2 separate regions of the Rattus norvegicus genome follow, and region 2 is linked to region 1. The links are chromatin contacts, called in public Hi-C maps. All regions are on one chromosome and are shown on one strand. Each heading gives the region's core, a stretch centred on a gene start, on an enhancer-like site or on the middle of the called end of the contact. The rest is flanking DNA. Distances are from core to core; before and after follow the strand shown. Region 1 has its middle 9.8 kb from the start of Mir21. Region 2 holds the start of Ypel2 (yippee-like 2).

Evidence for each region. A called contact is a pair of places that touch in the nucleus more often than the background predicts.
Region 2: a Hi-C map of hepatocytes shows a contact between it and region 1, with 2.2 times the contacts expected there. The contact joins the promoter of Ypel2 here to the enhancer-like site in region 1.

What each region holds. Positions count from the first base shown.
Region 1 is chr10:71,890,622-71,895,166 of GRCr8, forward strand. No RefSeq gene overlaps it. Among named protein-coding and RNA genes, the nearest start is that of Mir21, 9.8 kb to the right of the region's middle. Within about 2 kb of position 2,625, at least 15 of the 93 cell types and tissues checked have an H3K27ac peak or open chromatin away from gene starts, as enhancers often do. A contact at or near this core is called in hepatocytes, where this site is marked.
Region 2 is chr10:72,298,808-72,303,352 of GRCr8, forward strand. It overlaps Ypel2 (yippee-like 2), which reads right to left and starts at 2,317. Exons shown (of 5, transcript NM_001108286.2): 1 at 2,181-2,317.

The sequences.
Region 1 (4,545 bases), core at 1,375-3,874:
TTTTCACTTCCTTTCTCTATTTGCCCTCTTCCGAGAGCCTTTTCCTTTAACTCGTCCCACCCTGCACCCTGCCCCTTCCAGCCTTGGTCTCCCCGTCCCCGCAGCCATGGCGGTTCCATCATTTGTAAAGTCTTTCATTTCCCCCACTACTCAGACTCCCTGCCCTCAGCCAGTTCATTCACTCATTCTGTGTTGATGCTTGTTAGGCATCCAGCAAGGAGTTATGGATGCTGGATCAGTCCTGCAGGGGGATGCTTACAATGCAGGGTTTCCTTGGTCGTATGAAGCTATGATTCTGGCTTCCTAATTACGGCCTTTGACTGTTTATATACACAACCCCACCCCCACCCCCACCCCCATTAAATGGGAAAGAATGTCGTTCCAGAAAGAACAGTAGGGATTGCTGGTCTGGGCTTTGAATGTTGCAATGTCTGCTCTGGCCCGGGACGGCTTTGCAGCACGCATACCAACGATTCCTCTTCTGACCACCATGTTTATCACTCGCTAGGATTCTCGTCCAGCGTTTTGTTTTAAAACATGCTCCATATGTCTCTCTCCCACTCTTCCTCCCCAGGAGTCCACGTTTGGCAATACACCCTCTCTTCTTCTGCCATCTTCTTACCAAATATGGTTTTATCAGCCGTCTTGTCGTTTTTTAAGACTAACTTAAAAGGCACCTTCATCCCCCATCAATAATTTTTGGGGGTGGTGTTTAGGAATGTGAATGGCAAAAAAAAAAAAAACCAGTTTAAATTTTTATTTAATAATTTCCTGCTCCAAAACCCTGAAATGTCTTGGAAGATGCGAGGTTAGCTTTAATAACAGATAACTCCACTTCCACAAGCAGGAATGCTTGCACAAGTTCTAGTTTCTGGGAAACTGCAGTTCAACGCGTAAGAAAAATTCAAGCTATGGAAACAGAGAGAGAGAGAGAGACAGAGAGAGACACAGAGAGACAGAGAGAGACAGAGAGAGACACACAGAGAGAGAGAGAGACAGAGGGAGAGACACAGAGACAGAGACAGGAAGAGAGAGGAGAGAGACACAGAGATAGAGAGAGAGAGACAGAGACAGAAAGAGAGAGGAGAGAGACACAGAGAGAGACAGAGAGAGGAAAGAGACAGAGAGAGAGACAGAGAGAGAGGAGAGAGGGGTAATGCCCCTCCCCGCCCCCACACCAAACATAGGGCTTCAGCATTTCAAAAATAATTTGCTTTTTGTTTTGTTTTTCAGACAGGGGCCTACTAAGTAGCCATGGCTGGCCTCAAAAAATTACCAACATCCACCTGCCTCTGCTTCCCGAGTGCTGGGACCTAAAGTGTGTACCACTCTGCCTGGTTTTGAATTAGGCTTTAACCTAATGGCAAATTCTATGACTAGGTTATAAGAATAGTTTTAAAAAAAAGAGCCTCAGGAGAGTGAGGACAGGAACATGGAGAAGGAAGAGGACACCTGGGCTCTACAGTCAAGACTCTAAACAAGTCTAAAACAGAGCGAGGGGGCTGGAGAGATGGCTCAGCAGAGGCTGCTCCTCCACAGGTCCTGAAGTGAAATCCCAGCAACCACCAGGTGGCTCACAACCATCTGTAATGAGACCCGATCACCTCTTCTGGTGTGTCTGAGGACAGCTACGGTGTACTCACATACATAAAATAAATGTTAAAACAAAATAAAACAGAAACCAAGAAATGGCTTTAAAATATTTTAAAGATTCAGATGACGTATCCACTTAGCGTGTATGCTGCTGTGTCACAGTTTCTCTCCTCCAGTGAAGTCATCGTAGCTGATGTTTCTATGGCTTCTTGTTCTACTTGGATTTAAGTATTGAAGTGGTACACAAAAATTCAAAGATTCTGTATCCATGTCGTCCAAAAACAGGACCATCGGCCATAGGTGGTTAGTGCTATGAACGTAGAATGCACAGCAGACTTTCAAGACAATATGGCAATGGTAATGTAGCTCAGTGGCTAGTGTCTACAAGGCCCAGGACTTGATCCCCAGTGGTACAAGGCAAAAGGACTACATGAATAAAATGTAGCCCTGGCTGTCCTAGAACCACTCTGTAGACCAAGCTGGCCTCAAACTCAGAGATCTGCCTCTGCTTCCCAAGTGCTGGAATTAAAGGTCGATTATTAATCATTTAATTATTGTGACTATATAGATAGTAGGCTAGTAATATTAACTTTGTCTATTTCTCCTTAAAATTTAAATTAGACATACGCTTCTGAATTAGATTTTACACGAGATACGTGGGAAATAGTTGTTCTAGAGCAAAGTCCTGGGAATTGTTACGTGTGAACAAACCTTCGTTACTAGGTGAGAGGTTACGGGCTGTGGTGGCGCACTCTTTAACCACAGCACTCGGGAGGCAGAGGCAAGCCACCCACATCTACAGAAAAGCTCCAGATAGCCAGCCCACAGAGAAACCCTGTTTCAAAAAAAATTAAAAATTAAAAAAAGGCATAAGACAATATATGGAAATTTCATTTTGGGGGGAAAAAGGCCATTACTTCGACTGGACTTAGGAGATCCGTATGAAAGGGCAGAATGTGAGCTGTACCCAGCTGAAACCCACAGCGCACCTGTGAGGAAAGGCAGCGTGCTGAGAGGGTATTACAGAAATGAGTCTAACCCGGCCCCTGCCAGGAAGAGGTTCACCACTTGGTACACTCTGTGCTGCCAAGCTTGTGCCTGGCCCACAAGAGACGCCACGTTTACTAAACAGATGGACTTAGGTCACTAGCATCAGAAGAAAGGTACAGTTGTCAAGTGACTGGGACACGGTGGAACCTGTTACGGTCCTCAGGACTGGCAGCAAGTGCCTCTACTGCCGAGCTCTCTCCAGCCTCATGAAGAACTAAAGAGCATTCTCAGTTGGGGCTGCACGTCACTAGTCCAGCACTCGGGAAGTGAAGGCAGGGCGATCAGAAGTTCAAGACCAGCCTCAGCTACAGAGCAAGATCAGGTTCAGCCTGTGCTACGTGAATTCCTATACTTAATAACAAATCAGAACAAAACAAAACCCCGTGGCTGAAATGTGGATAAAATGGTGGAGCGCGTGCCTTCCATGCTTGAAAACCTAGGTTCAATACCCAAACAGCACATAAAGCGGGCACAGGAGTTTACACCTGCGTCCCAGCACTCTGGAGGCAGATGCAGGAGGATCAGAAGTTCAGGGTCATCTTGGCTACATAGAGAATTCCAGGCCAGGCTGGGACATGAGATCATATCTGAAAACCCAAACAGAGTAGTAATGCATTTCAGCAGGTAAGGTCATGCTGCCAAGCCTTAACACCCGAGTTCCGTCCCCTCAACCTACATGGTGGAAGAAAAGAAATGAACCCTGTGAACTGTCCCTTGACCTCCACGCATAAGTAAGTAATTTAAGAACTGGAGGGCTGGAGAGAAAGGTCAGCGGCTGAAAGCACTGGCCCTTCCCAGGGGCCCTCGTCACATTCTTAAGCATTTACACAGCAGCTCAGTCATCTGTAACTCTAGTCCCAGGGCATCTGAGACGCTGGCCTCTGAGGGCTCAGACAACAGGCAGGCAAAACACTCATATGTAATTTTTAAAAATTAAAAAAAAAAATTCAGGGGTTGGGGATTTGGCTCAGTGGTAGAGAGTGCTTGCCTAGGAAGCGCAAGGCCCTGGGTTTGGTCCCCAGCTCCAAAAAAAAAAAAAAAAAAAAGAAAGAAAGAAAGAAAAGAAAAGAAAAAAAATTCAAACAAAAATTAATGATGTTTCTGGAGCCATTTTATGCATATATGCACACATGTATGCATGTACCCATACACACATATGCAATTGACATATGTACACACACACATATATGCAATTGAAGACCTGTTTAAAACCATGAGAAGTTCAGCCAGGAGTGGCAGCACACACCTTTAACCCCAGCACTCTGAAAGTAGAGAAAAGCACATCTGAGTTTGTGGCCAGCCTTCTCTACACAGGGAGCCCCAGGCAAGCCAAGGTACATACTGATGCCATCTCAAAAGTAATAATAAAAAGACAAGACAGACACAAGGAAGGAACACTCCTGAAGACGACGAGACAGGTCACACAGAGCCTGCCCCTTCCTTTGCTCAGGTCCCCAAGAGCAAGAAACTGGGAGTCAGGAGTGTGTGTGTTGGGAACCGAACCCAGAACGTCATGCATAGTTTGCAAGCATTCACCACCTAGTAACACTCCCAGTCCTATCCGAACACTGACATTGGGTTTCATGAGCCCATTACTGTTATACCTTTTACTCTCTCACACACGCATGCAAACAGAAAGCCCCCAAGGCCTCAAATTCCAGAAAAATATAATACAAGGACTGAGGAGAAGTCGAAGGTGCAGACTTGCTTAGCCTGTGCCAGGTCCTCCTGGGTTTGTTTCTCAGGTGTGTGTGTGTGTGTGTGTGTGTGTGTGTGTGTGTGTGTGTGTGTGTGTGTGTACATGCGTATGTGCAGGCTAGAGATCAATACTGGATACTTTTAGACATCTATTTTTTTTTTAATTTCATTTATTTACTTATGCGGCTGTTTGTGTGTGGAAGC
Region 2 (4,545 bases), core at 1,067-3,566, 410 kb after region 1:
GCTGTATTTCTAAATACTACTCCGGCCATATTCATGCATATCCAGGCTAGAGGACCTCCGCCCTGAACCAATGTTTCTCAAACTGAAGGTCATGACCCATTCGGTTAGGAAATCAAATTAATGAGTCATGACCACCAGCTGATTGTTTTTCTAATGAAACAGGGGGAAAAAAACAAAACCCAAAGCACATTGCAGGTAATATGGTAGCAGTGACTGCCTCCTAGAACGTCTAGCAGCAGGTCAGCCAGCACACATCGCTATAAAGTACTCCTTACTGTGGATCCCTAGTTCTAAAGAATTGAAGGGTTTTCCTTTTGTTTTGTTTTTTTCTGCCTACCTAGCCCTGTCTAACCCTCCTTATACAGACCAGGCTGACCTCAAACTTGCAGTGATCAGCCCTTACACCTTACGGAGTGCTGGGGTTAGTTATAAACTACCATTTCTAGCTGGGAAATCTGCATTCTTTGTTTTTCTGAAACAGGATTTCTGTGTGGCTTTAGCTGTCTTGGAACTTGCTGTGTGGACCAGGCTGGTCTTGAACTCAGAGATCTGCCTGCCTCTGCCTTCCGGGTTACTGGGATTAAAGGAGTGTATTCTTATGTATGTTCCTCTCCATGTCCCACTCTGATCTCAAGTCCAGCAGAGAGGTCCAAGAAATGATGTCACTGAATTCTAAACTAAGGCAGAACCCAACTGAGGCAGGGCATGAGCCTAGGACCTCCACTTCATCTCATCTGGCCCTGTCAATGGGACAGATCACAGTGCCTAAGGGAAGTTTACCCAGCTCTCCCCAGGCTGGGCTTATTGTCAGTGTAAAGAACTCACAGCCACACATATCACAGCTCAGGACAAAAACGGGGGTGGGAGCACACGAACCAGTCACAGCGATACGTATTATGAAAATGTTCTAATAAAGACATTATTTTGTAAACTACAGAATTTAAGAGTGAAACTTCCTCAAAAATAAGAATATCAAATGCTAAGAAAGTGAAGGGCTGATGGACTGAACTCAGGTAAAGCCTACAGCAGTGTGTGCCAAAAGGAAAAGCAACCCTATTTTCCTGATCAGATCCTGTGAACCCCCAAACCAGACTACTGCAGAGCCTCAAGCATAAGATTTACTGTAATACCTTTGTGCCTCTAATGTTCTGTAAATGGGGTTCAGAAAAGTAATCCCTAGTCTTCTTGTCCAGTGCTCTGGACAGGGAACCCATCTTACTAGAACGAAGATGAGCATGAGGAACAAAAGACTAATAAGACTGCAACTCAGTGGCTCAAAGACCCTCCAACGTGGCAACAACAAATCAACAAGGAAGCCAAAAAAGCAGGGCTCCGGGGCATTTACCATTTCCAGCAGCCGGACTGTGGAAGTCTGGGAAAACCGGGGGATATCCACTCTGCTTTTTAAAAACTGTGGGTAAAAGTGAAGTCAGAGGAGGCAGGCAGTTCTTTGCACAAGGGGTCCAAAGGAACAGTGCCACCCCTGCTAAGTGCCAGCCACAAGATGGGAGTAAGGCTCCACTGTTTCGGAAAAATCACCCTAACTAAGGGAGTCAGCAACCAGGCAGGTAGAACTTGAAGCAGGAAGAGACAGGAGCCAGCTCCTGGGAGGGACCCTCCGCAGAGGCCCCCGCAGCAAGTCTAGCAACAAAGTTCGCGCCCACCCCTTGGCAAGGCCGCTGGGGAGGCGCCGGGAAGCGTCCAGGCAGTTACTCGCTGTGGTTCCCTTGGCCTGAGGCTGCCGAAGCGCCCCCGGGACTTTTGAGGGCGATGAGCCCCAGACCCAAGTATCTCGATGGAGACATGGACGGCACAGCTGGGTGTCACCGGGTGCCACCGGTGGGGGAGGGGGATCACGCTGAACAAGGGAGTCGGTGGCGCCCAGGTCTCTGGGTCCCCCCACCCCCATATTTGCCGGGCAGCTCGTCGTCACCCGCAAGTCCCGAACCCAGAGCGCGCGCCAGTGTTTGTAAACAAACCGGTCACGTGGCCGCAGCAACCCGCTCCCCGCCCCTAGCACCCCGGGAACCTTCGGGGAGCCCCCTCGGGACCGCGACAACACCGCCCAGCTGAGCCGGGCTGCACGCAGCGCGGGAGCCCGACCGTCCCCAGGGCGCACAGCCCGAACCGGAGCGGAAAGCGCCCCACGCCCACGCGAGCCCAGCTCGAGATCCCCATACCTGGCGGCAGGCTGCCGGGTCCGGCCAGCCCCGAGCTCGGCTGCTCCGGAGTGCTTGGCGAAGAAGGGCTGCACGGCTGACTCTAGCGCTCCCAGCGCGCTCTTAAAGCCACAGTCTCCGCCACCGCCACCGCCACTGCCGCTCCGCATCCCTCCGAGTCCGGGCTGGGGGCTTGCCGAGTGACAGACGCGCCCCCGCGCCTATCCCATCGGCTCAGCACATAGCAACACGCCACTGGTTGGTCCGGCACGGCCGCAGCCCATCCGGGAGAAGCCAATCACTGGAGGACGGAACTCCGCCCCTGCTTTCCCTGCCTCCCGCCCCCAACCCCCACCCGCCCCTCGGCCCTGGCGGGGCGCGCGTGCGAGGAGTGTGGCAAGGTCTGGTCCCGCCAGTCCCGGCAGCTGGCGGGCGGGGCTGGGAAAAGAGGTGATTAGAGTGGGGGAGCTCTCTGAGATAGGAGCCTGTTTGTTTGGGTTTACTGGGGTTCCCAGGATCCGGGGCTATGTTGGGAAGTGGGATTTACAATGCTTTTGTTTTGAGACCCTAGATAGTGATTCCTCACTCCACTTTTAAGCCACGCTTGACCCAGAGCCTAAGTTACTAGAAGTGACCCTCAGAGTTCAAGGCAGGTATGTACTTAATAAGATAGTACCAGTGTCGTCAGGCCCACCCATGCCCTGCTCAGAAGCAGAAAGATAAGTCTCTATTCCCTCTGCCTTGCTAGTAATTTCCTAATTAAAACTAGGAAAAGGGTTGCCTGGTGTGTTCGAGTCCCTGAGTTGAATCCCCTGTACTGAGAGTGGGAGAGCATGGAGAAGGACTATAGAGAAACTGGAGTCCCTATTGCTAATGGCTAGTGAGGTCTATTAGCAACGAAAAATAGAACAAGAATAGTCAAAGTGACCAAAGGGGAGGAGCTTGCCTTCTGGGTCAGTGGGGTGGTGCTTTTCAAGGAAGAGAGGGTTAAAAAATAAACTCCTGACAGTCGGGAAGTCCAGGGAGGCACCAGGTGGGTGGAGTGGGGCAGTCTTCCGACAGGAAAACAGGTCAATTTGATAAAAGGATTTCTGCCAGAGGAGACAGCAGATCCTCTAAGCCGCTGGGATTCTGAACGGTGTTGGGGCAAAATACGTGTTTCCATTACCATTTTAGAAGAGAAGAAAACACGTGGTAATTGGACAGGTTGGTTCGTGCTTTATAACCCAAGGCTTGGGAAGTGATCAGAAGTTCAGGTCATCCTCAGCTACATAATTCCAAGGTCGCCAGGTCACTGAAAAAGAAAAAGACAAAACGAACATTCGGGGTGTGGAAGGAGGCTGAGGAAACTTTTGGTCTCCTCTCTGGTAGCAGTTTACACATAAACCCAGAATGGTATTTCTCCCCAGGTGCCTCAAGATGTCACCTGTCACTCCACTCAGCTGTTTTTAGTATACGGGCAATCAACCAAATTATCTTCAGTGAATGTAGCTCACGTGGTTAGGGATGAATTCAGTCCCAACGTTGGTAAGAACAAAACTACCTCATATTTGTTGGTAGATACTGGTTTCTGTGTAAGGGCACTGTCAATATTTACAACTGACCACTTTGGGAGGTGTAAACCCTGGAGTCAAAACGCCTTCAGCTGATTAATCACAAACTTGAAAAGATTTGAGATTGGATCTTTAAGAAGATACATTAAGGGGTTGGGGATTTAGCTTAGCGGTAGAGCACTTGCCTAGCAAGCGCAAGGCCCTGGGTTCTGTCACCAGCTCCAGAAAAAAAAGAAAAAAAAAAGATACATTAAATTCTTTAGATCATGAAAAACTTGATTACCAGCCCAGGGCTGCTTTCTGAGGTTAAGTTCTTTTGTGTCCTTAGGCCTTAGTAAGCCATTGCCTAAAATAAGGGGGAGCTGGGCTCTGGGGATGGAGCACCCAGTAGGGATTTTGCCTCAGGTTCTCGAAGCTCTGGACCCAATACCCATTACTGCAAAAACAAACAAGGAGGGCTGAAATAAGATGGTTTCTGAAGTCCCTTCCAACTCTAACATTACAAATCAAGAACTAGAAAATTAAGCTGGTTACGTTTCTGCACTAGCACTTTACTAAATATGTTTATAGCCACAGGTTCCCTAATGCCTAACAGTAGATTCTGTACTGGTTTTATACCCTGAGATACTGGTATGTTATGTAACAAGATTGGAGGCTACCGTTCTGTGTTTAAATAGAAGATAGCATTAGCTAACGAAGACCTGCCTTGTGCAGGGTGCTCTGAGGACCCCTGCAGGCCTGCTGTGTGGCTGCAGGAGATTAGAAGGGGCTACAGAGACACTGGGCTGAATAACAATAGAAGCAGCCAGCCAGCCAGCCAAAAAAATAAAAAG